Regions from separate parts of the Aedes aegypti genome. Here region 2 is linked to region 1. Evidence: chromatin contacts called from public Hi-C data. All regions are on one chromosome and are shown on one strand. Each heading gives the region's core, a stretch centred on a gene start, on an enhancer-like site or on the middle of the called end of the contact. The rest is flanking DNA. Distances are from core to core; before and after follow the strand shown.

Region 1 (5,019 bases), core at 1,256-3,755:
TTCCAAAAATCTTTGTTAATTTGTATTAGAGTGAAACTCCTTTCAAAATATGATTCGTTGTTACATCGGATGAGTTATAAGCTCTCATCTTGTCTTACAGAGAGACGAATATTGCGCAAAATTAATTGGAATAAACTGTTTTTAGTTCAAAAAATCGGGGGAATTAAGTCTTCCCGGAGCTCAAGTATATCTAGTTTTTACTGATAGAAAATTTTTCGCTTATTACTTCAAAGTTTTTATACTGGAATATATAGGCTAAGTCGAGTTTGCGTTAAAAACATGGTTTTCTTGTATTTTTATTCAAATTAATTTAAGCTTTTGTGTCTGCATCATGAGTTAGAAAGTCTGTTGAGACAGCACGATAGCAAATTTGGAATCTCTTAAACGAAGAACTAATATTCCCTTCAAGGTTGCTTTCACAGCAGTGTTTGGGACCCATTTTTCCCACAAACCGGTTTACCCCGGAAAAGACCAAAAAGATAATCAGAAAATCCTATAAGATCGTCTCGTTTCTTTTAGACGGTGATGGTCGTAGATTGAAACCAGAGTGGCAAGGACCTTACGGTATTCGCCGAGCTTATCCCTTTGCGCAAACTGCCCGTTAGGCAATCGAGAACGTGTCCGTGTGTATGCAAATCGAATAGAAAAGAATAGAGGTTCGTTTTGGGGACCGAGGTTCTTCTTCACACCTCGCCTGGAAGAAGCACAGCTCGAAACACATTCAAATGGGACCTACCTTGGACTCGTGCATCTGCGTCTCGCTGATGGACAGTGGCGTCGGCGGCGTCGAAGGCGCACTGTAATGCAGCACCGGCTTCTGATCCTCCTGGTGGCGTAGATCGTTGTCCGAATTGTTGTTGTTGTTGGCGGCTATCCGGTGCTGTTCGTCCAGGGCCTGTTTGTGCACCACGGCGGCATAGTCGATTCGTTCGATATTTTGCTGCTGTCGCAAATCGCTGATGTACGGTTTGTACTCGTGGACGGCGATGGCCGATCGCAGGTCTGTCGAGTTGCCGGCCGTCAGGGCATTCAGCTGACCAAGCATTCCACGTTCGTTCATCGACCGCAGCTGGTCGATGGAACGGTGGATGTGACTGTAGTCACCGGTCGGGATTTCGGCCATCAGCGGCGAGTTGTGGTAGTCCAACCCGCCGCCGGGCCGATATTCGATCGTTCGACCCTCCAGGGTGCCGGCCGAGGGATGATGGGGGTGGTGGTGATGTTGTAGGGAGAGAATCTTGGAGCCGTTTCCGGGGACGGGTTGCGACGAAAAAAGATCAATGTTGGCGGATTGTAGCGTGACCCAACAAACGGTCACAGAACTGCACGGTAAGGCACGACTTCGGTATTCACGAACCACATTCAACTACTCGAGGACACCACACCGTCACTGTACGCGCTTCACATATAGATCACCCACGTTTACTGTTTACTTCCGGTCTTATCACTTTGAAGTTTATTTTTTCTTTTGTTTATTTTCCTTTCGGTCGATAAACCATGCAAATCGTTTTTCCAGCACTTTTTCGTATCACTCACACTACGCAGACGTTTCTTTCACGTTTTTCCCTTCAGATGTCTGGATTTTCTCAGTTGTTTTGGGTTCTCTTCTCTCGACGGCGATAGACAGCGGAAAAAGGGGCAAAAATTGCTTTCAAAAAAACGAAAAAAAAAACCTTTGCCGCCGCAAGCTCTCACGTACGAAGAATTTTACGACAACGGTCCCAAAGTGGCGGACGGACGCGTTCGATGATGCGCGGGGGTGGAGAGCAGGACGCCTCTGTTTTATGTGGTATATAGCGAAAAAATAATTCGCATAACAACAGAGACCGATGACTCAAAAAACGAACCCAAAAAAACGAAGCTCTGCTGCAACACGCGGGTGCGGGCGAACGACTCTTCGAAACGGACGGAAAGCGCTCCTCGTCACCGCAGCTCCGTTCTCGTGCAGGTCGTCGGTGTTCTATTCCGGGTTATTCAAAACCCAACCAAGCGCATAGAATCTCTTGATAACTCTTCCGCCGAAAATAATGTCATTCGCATGACGCAAAAACCGTCTTTCGAAAGGCGCGCGCGTTTTCCAATAAGCGCCAAACTGTTATTAACCAATGCACTTGCCACCCCCTTCTAAGTCAATTGCTAAGAACACTTTTTATGCTGTCACTGACGATGACGATCGGTAAACACGAATCACAAAAAAAAAATCTCCACCAAAAAAATCTCTTCAAATAGAACCACCACGAGTGATTGGAGGGATCGCGGCGCGAAAAACTCCAAACCCCGAACACACTTTTGCTTGCCGTCGACGCACCGTCGTAAGCAGAGAAGGAAGGCTCTACGCTAGGCTATAGCTGCTTCTACGCGCCAAGGGGCCCCGAAAATGTGTGTTAATCAGCGCAAGGCAAAAACTCGACTGGTTTTAGAAAAAGTTTTTGGTCCTCAAACTTTTTAGCATTATAATCTTCCCCGGTTCGGTTTTGTGCGCTCTGCTGCGTGTGCTGCTTGTAGTAGAAGTTCGCCCTGTCTCGTCTGTCTGCCTGCCTGCCAGTCCTCTCTCTCGCGCGCGCGTTCTCTCTCATCATCAGTTCAGTCGGCGATCGGTCGGTCGGTCCCACAAAACACACTCAGGCGCGCGTCATTTTTGTGTACATACATTTTTATTTCTAAAAACTCCTCTATACCTACATGTATGCATAGCGAGTTGAGTTGAGTTGAGTAGAAGCAGCAGAAACGGCAGCAAGCAACGCAGCAACAACACAGAACTCTACGAGCGGTTTGAAAACGCATGGATGGGAGAACGGAGTTAGTGAGTGAACGAGCGAGTGTGCGAGAAGTGGTTGGTGATAGTGTGTGATTATGGTTTAAAAAAACATAGGGGAGAGAAGGAGAGAGTGCTGCTGAAATAAAAAACTGATCATACATGCATCACTCAGTCTAACCATCAGACAGTAGCGGAGAGGAGCGATTTGACCGACCAACCGAACGAAGGCCTCCATGTGTGGAAGAGAGGCCGTCACAAACGTATGCTTTCTATTACTGCATATGTTTGCTCAGATAGTACCGGGATTGTTAGATTAGGGGTGATCAGAAAGTCAATAATTAAAATTTTTTATCACACGCTATGTTAAAAAAAAAATACTACATTCGTTTTAGCACTTGCAAGCCCCGGAGGAGCTTCCCTGGAAGTCCCGCAGGAGCTTCCTTGGAAGTCCCGGAGGAGCTTCCCTGGAAGCACAGGAGGTCACTCCTCAACATGTTCCAGGACATCTTTTGGTTTGTCGATAAGTTGAGTGTAGTGACAAGTCAGGTAATGGTGCGACTAGAAAAATTTGATGAATTGTGGGAGAAGGTGAACGATTTGATCCTGGGCATCAAGACCCACTAGGACTTCACCGAGGAGGATGAGATCTGCTCCACTCAGCGATCCGAGTTCGGCTGCAAGTATTATGATATGAATGCATTGCTGCTGGACAAAATAAAGGAACTGGAGAAACCCCCTACTTTAACCAATTCATTCACAGTCTTGATACATCGCAACAGCCGACCATGGAGCACGTGCAATTGCCGCAAATCAAGTTGCAGACTTTCGACGGCAACATTGACGAGTGGCTGAGCTTCTGCGACTTGTATACGTCACTCATACACTGGAAGTCGCACTAACCACATGTGAAAAAATCCATTATCTGAAAGGGTGCGGCGAAGCGAAGGCTCTGGCAATAACAAGAGCCAACTATCAGATCACTCACCTAGCGATACAACGACAGCAAGCAGTTGAAGCGGAGGCAGGTGCAAGCACTCTTCAAACTCCCGAATCTGACTAAGGAGTCGGCTCCCGATTTCCAATTTCTGTTGGAAGGATTTGAACGAACCATTCAAACCTTGGATCAGTTAGTTCAACCCGCCGATTACAATCTGCCGCTTATGGATGTCCTGTTCGTTCGTCTAGATCCAGCCACAAGGAGAAATTAGGAGGAATTTTCATCGACGAAGGAGCAGGAAACCCAAGTAACCAGTAAGCACGATAATGCGGCACGATAACAGCATTATATGCGCATATGGGGTAATCATTTGATGCATGTCAGTTTTATATACGCATATAATGCTATTATAATGCCAGAAAAGGCGAAATAGCATGCCATTATAGTGCCAAGATATAACCGTGCTTCTCTGCACCACTAATGCTGATATAAGACCACGTGAGAAACGTCAGTTGTTTTCGTCAGGTTTTTAGGGCGAATATTTTGTGCTTTCGCGTACGCAGCCAGAGAGCTTTCGCGTATGCGGCCAAGCAACTGGTACACGAGGTAAATAAATGAATGAATGAAACCGGAAACATCTAATAGTATGCAAAAAATGTAATAAAATGATACAGATAATACTTCTCCGTATTAGACATATTCGTTTTGGTAGTGTTTTCATCTTTTTGAGGACTTGCAATTGCCACATTTTGATCCTTGTTTTATGATGATGAAATTCCTCATTTTGCGTCTCGAACCTGCGACACCCGTATTGTTGAGTTGTTGTCCTGCTCCTTTGCTCCTACGGCCACATAAGATGAATAGTATTGGAAAGAAAAGTGACCAATTTAAACCATCACTTTTCTCCGTCATAAAACCTGCAATTGTAGTAGTGAGAAGATTTATGTTTGACTTCCTCTTACCACTATATGCAAACACAAAGCACGTGGTATATCTGTCAAAACACTGGATGGAATTTGAACATGCCCTGTATTCGAATATAAAGCCAATATAGTGCTTATTTAATGTTTGTCTGCATCAGGCTTAGAAGCATTAATTATGCTGTAATAGGGTTTATATGCTGCGGAAGTGCTGTTATAAGGTGTGTAAGCATTTGTGGTGCTATTATAATGCATGTACGCATCTATGATGCTGATTAAGGGCTTATTATTAGTGCTTATGGTTACTTGGACAGCGTTAAAGATCTGCATTCCTCCAACGTAGAGTCGAGGTTCTGGGATCCCTACCTACAAAATCGTCCCATTTAAAGCCAGAACTTATGTTG
Region 2 (5,242 bases), core at 238-2,737, 76 kb before region 1:
ATTTAAGATAAAATCTTTTTCAATATTTTATGTAAGGGCGTTTCTAAGCCTATCATAAGGTTGCTTTGAGGTGTATTAGTTTTTGCATAGATGCTTGAAAACAATTTTTGGCCCATAGTGGGGCAAAAGTTCGAATCAGCGGGGCAAAAGTTCGACCCATGTATAAAATCACGGAAAAATTTGCAAATTGCCTAAAACCCACAAATTTTCTTCAAATTCAGTTAAATTTGTCTGATTGTGTGAAAATTGTCACCAAAATTTTACATTTTCACATAGTTTTGTGAAAAACTGCTATTTTTGAGTATATTACAATTAACCCACTTTTGGGCAATTTTTTGATGAAAATTTAGTGTGTATTTTTCGTCAAACTTAAGTTCACGGCTGGTGTAAAGTATGCCTATCATAAAAGGATCGATATTTTATGTTTTAGCCAGCGGACTTTTGCCCCACACTAGATTCGAACTCTTGCCCCACCGGTGGGGCAAAAGTTCGAATAAGACAATTAATTTTGAAACTGTTATAACTAAAAATGGGTAAATATTTTGACCCAAGTATGTTCAGCAAAATTATAGCCAATATGTTGACGGTTCACTGTATGGTATTTGTTTTGTTTTAACTGCTATTGTTTTCCTGGAAACTTTGATTATACCACTAAGGTCGAGCTTTTGCCCCACCTTACTCTACGCCTCAAAATGCGGCTAATTTGAAGTTGCCGAACAAATTTACCAGCAGTTATTATGGGAAAGGCTTCCGAAGAGAACGAGGCTGCCGACAATGGGCACACTGACATGAGATGTTCCAAGCGTTGTAAAAACGTTTCCAAGAAGTTTTTCACATGTCTGTCGGTGTGAATCAATAGAGGATTGAGAAGCGCATAATTGTAAATAGATAGACACGTAATATGTGTGCGCATGTCCGAGACAATAACAAAAAAAGAGTGGCTTCAGCTTAGACTGCCGAGAATACGTAAGTTCCCCTATGTTCTTGAAATGTACATTGTAGGGAGCCGGAGAAAGCTACATAACCACAAAATTCGTCATACGCTGCTTATTACAAAGTTTCAAACAATTCGGCTGAGAAAAACACCCCATGTCAAAGTGAAGTGGTTCTGCACCCTACATGCTCTTGCATTCGTAGGTATCACAGATGTTCTGTTGATGCAATTCACATTTTTTATATTTTTGCAGTCAATTTGTAATTGTTATGAAAATGGTCGTCATGAAATAGTAAGATAAATGTGTCTAAATAATGCATTACATGACTTTCCTCCCTTGTCTAAATTATCCTTTCCGACTTATATTACGACCGAAATTATAATCAAAACCAAAAAAAATGAGCCAATTTTTGTTTTTATTTTCAAAGACAATAAAGCCCCCTTCAACACAACCCTGACTCCGCCTCACAAGAACAGCGACCACTTCTATCGCCGTTTCCTACATTCGCATAAAATCCCTTTCGCTCTCTAATACCACCGACTATCGAACAACCATACACCCATTCCCGTGTATAGGATTAGCCTGCGAACGCGAATGTGAACGGTATAAAAATAACAAAATCTGATATGCGGCGAATCGCCAGCACAAAAAAATAATAACAATAACAATAAAACATACGAAAAATTGCATTCGCTTTTTTGCAAAACCGCCCGCTCCAATCCAGTACCTACATACTGAGGTTTTTTTCCATCTCTTCTGTTTTTCGGGCGTCTACCAAAAGCCATAGGGAAGGTAGAGTGCTGCTCTAATGTTGGCGTTAGTTTTTTCTTCTCGTTTTCGATATTTTGTTTGTGTTGGACGCCGAGTAGATTGCGGGGATGTGTGGTGTAGAATGCGTCACTTTGGGTACCACAAATATTGAAGATTTTATTTAAAAAAATATGAGCATGAGCATGACTAACCGCCCGCAGTTGCTACTCCGTTATTTTAAGAATAGCTGTACTTGCACAGGGAACTCACAGACGCTACTTAGGATCAGTAGCATTCTCAATGCGTATGTACTGATGCTCTCGTTATTATAACAAATAATAACGGCGCCGGCTTCATCCGAATGCAGGTCAATTTGGGGATGAGAGAGAAATGTTGACGTGATACTTGCTTTGTGGAAGTTGAGGAGTCCTCTTCACTTCCACAAGAAAACACTGGGAGTTTGGAAAGGGTTTGTTCGAAAACGTGAGCATATACATGTAAGACCGATACCGATAGTGTAGTTACTACGCGAACCGAACACGATCCCGATTTCGTTGATCGCTTCACAGGAGCATACAACAGATTCAACGGATCAACATACAATAGATTCTCTGTATTTGTGGATATTTTAAAGTATATCGTTTCTGGACTTCCAGTGGAGGGATTTTTGACTTCTTTGCTCTCTGTAATAATCATGATCTGTTATATATCATGAGAGTCTGTTTATCGTATACTGCTACAGCTCTAATTATATCGAGGGATAGCAGAGCATGATAGAACCCATTTAAACAAGCTGGCTTAAAAACGGGTTTTATCATCGCTCTCTCTGTCTTTAAGGCTCTCTTTTGCTTCTGCTATTTATCAAGCATGTTACAACTTGGGAATCATTACCGATCATGGACAAATAAAGATGCGATCTTTTTCTCCATTTGCTTGATCGTGCTTCGAAATCAATTGAAAACGATTTAGCGTTAGCGTTAGCGTTAGCGTTAGCGTTAGCGTAGTTACGGTATACTTCGTAGATTGGATACTAGCAATATTAATGTTTATTTTTGATAATCTAATCCAGATTGCTTTTAGGAACAAGGCTGGGGAGTGAACCTTGATCCAATCATGAAGAAGAATACCAATAGCATTAACATCGCTATTCCCGGCCACGCCCATCTTTACCGTAACTTGGGATAGGGGAAGGAAATGTTGATGTAGCACTTACTTAATGAGAGGCCACCGACTCAGCGACGCCCTCATAAGTGCTACGGAGGTGGAGGTTGGGATAGGTATATTGTCAGGATTCGCCTGAAAAGCTGGCGATAGACCGAGGGCATTTGTTGTTTATTTTTTTAAGTTTTAATCTTTTGAATGCCGGCATTCAAAAAAGAAAACATGTGTTTTATTTACCGTATAGATTATTTGGCATCGAATAGTACTATCAACCGTTTTTATGAAAGTAGTGTAAGCTCTGGTTATCTGCTCAGTAATCATTAAAAGCAGATCCGATCCCTCCAGGGTCATCGGAACGAAAAAAAAATAAATAAATAAATAAAATGTCGCGTGGGTACGATTAACGTGTAACTAAACAAAAGAAGAAATATGTTAATGTAGTGGTTGAAACAAAAAGTAGGGGAGTAATTTTCTGCTCTGCGATTTTTAAGCAGAACCGATCCCTCTAGGGTCATCGGAATAAAAAAAGGAACAAAATAAAGCTCCGACAAATCGCGAGGCATCTAATTTTAACTTTGAGACTAACAAAACTTTGAATGTAACAAAACATAGAATGGTTATAACTGAAATGTGTTTGTTTTTCAGCCAGATTCTTGATGGTCATTGGATCACATTAAAAAAATATAATTGGATAACAATTAAGCTTTCCAACTGGAACAAACTCACCAATTTCAGCATTTTACATTGGAATTCCCTTCAGCTGTTCAGATAATATCTTCTGATTCCGTTCCAATGGGGCAGTTGCAGAATGTTCCGCTAACACATACACTTTCACGGTTGGACTAAGCTATTAACAGTTAAAGTTTAACAATTTCTTCCTATATACTATAACGGACGCGAAGTAAACTTTAACCGTTGGAGAATACAGTTTCAATGAAACACAAGATACAGCGGAAATCCTTCCCGCCATCAGCAGAAAATCCTTAAAACTCTTTTTGGCAGCGGAAAAAAATGCGGGACACAATTTTTGACATCCGCATTCGCGCGCGGCACACTACGATCCGATCTTCGAAATCAATTGAAAACGATTTCTGCAAAAACTGCTGAAAAGTATAAATATTATGCTTCCTTTGATTATACTTAGGGTTTCTCTTCATCTGAAGTTCATACTGTAACTGATTATAGAAGGCTGAGTTGATTGTTTTCCGATTCCTTTATTTGAGGCTCAATTGCGTATAACACTTCACGGAGCCGATGTTCAGTTTATGTATTTGAAAGCTCAATTTCGTATAACGCTTTACGGAGCCGATGTTCAATTCATATATTCCAGGGCTCAATTGCGTATGACGCTTTACGGAGCCGACATTCAACTTAAGTATATCAAGGCTCAATTGCATATAACGTTTTACGGAACCACGGATGGTGGTCCACCAATATTTAACTTCCAAAATCTTAAGTTACAATTCTTTCGTAGCCGCATTTTCAGATTTTCTGATGTTCTTCTCCTGAAGGAATCCCTCGATACCACACTCCCCCGAGCCGTATCACGATTCACTCACCTTAACGTCCAGCTCTTCGGCTTCCTCGCTCTTTTCCCGCTTCATCTGGACGACAGCCGTCGGCGGAATTTTGCCATTTTCCACCGTGCTCGCTGCCGTCGTGATGACCAATTGTCCAAAAACCGGAGCCAGCTTGGCAGATTTTGGGCACCCAATCCGATCTCAAACTCGAACAGACCTAATCGGATCGGATCCGGGCACCTAATGTACCAATCTTCACTTCTTCTTCTTCTTCCTGATGATGGAGGATCAGCGGCGAGTTAGAAGTAGAAAAACAACTCGTCAAACTTTCGCTTTCATTTCACGCCGTGTCTAATCGTTATCACACGTGTCTCAGCCGTTCGCAGATAACTCCAAACTATGCTACCGAATCGCGAACTCCGAACCAGATTGGAGTTTTTGCGCGAGAATCGATTCCACCGGACCGACGAGAACTGCCAATTTTCAGCAATTGCCCAAATCAATGAAACTCGTTTTTTGGCATTCTTCTTTGCTTGCGTGAGAAGTGCAAAAAATTCAATCTTCCCTCACACACGGTGACACACAATCCGATGAGAGAGTCACACGGAAGGTGGCAGAGGAGGCGGCGTGAACGTGACGTCACTCACACAGTTTGCCAAAAAACTTGGTGTTCAATGGTCACTCACGAGCGCGCGCGCGGGTGCGACACGAAACAGCGGCTATTTTGGCAAACTCTCCCGAGCAGCAGCACTGGGACGATGGCTAATACTTGATGCAAGCCTACTACGACTATACGTGTATCTCACGGGGCTGGTTTTTGGTAGTGGTGGCGGTACGCCATGATTTTTTTCAATATAAGATACCTTCACTTTTTTC

The links. A called contact is a pair of places that touch in the nucleus more often than the background predicts.
Region 2: a contact with region 1 is called in a Hi-C map of whole pupa, with 4 times the contacts expected there. The contact joins the enhancer-like site here to the promoter of LOC5565476 in region 1. A contact is called at or near these places in 2 of 2 Hi-C or Micro-C datasets (whole body and whole pupa).

What each region holds. Positions count from the first base shown.
Region 1 is chr3:146,565,769-146,570,787 of AaegL5.0, reverse strand. LOC5565476 (zinc finger protein squeeze) reads right to left here and starts at 2,505. Exons shown (of 5, transcript XM_021849351.1): 1 at 2,309-2,505; 2 at 737-1,604. The coding sequence starts at 1,123.
Region 2 is chr3:146,640,521-146,645,762 of AaegL5.0, reverse strand. The region is part of intron 3 of LOC5565476 (zinc finger protein squeeze); the gene reads right to left. Among protein-coding and RNA genes, the nearest start is that of LOC5571566, 56 kb to the left of the region's middle. Within about 2 kb of position 1,487, at least 2 of the 3 cell types and tissues checked have open chromatin away from gene starts, as enhancers often do.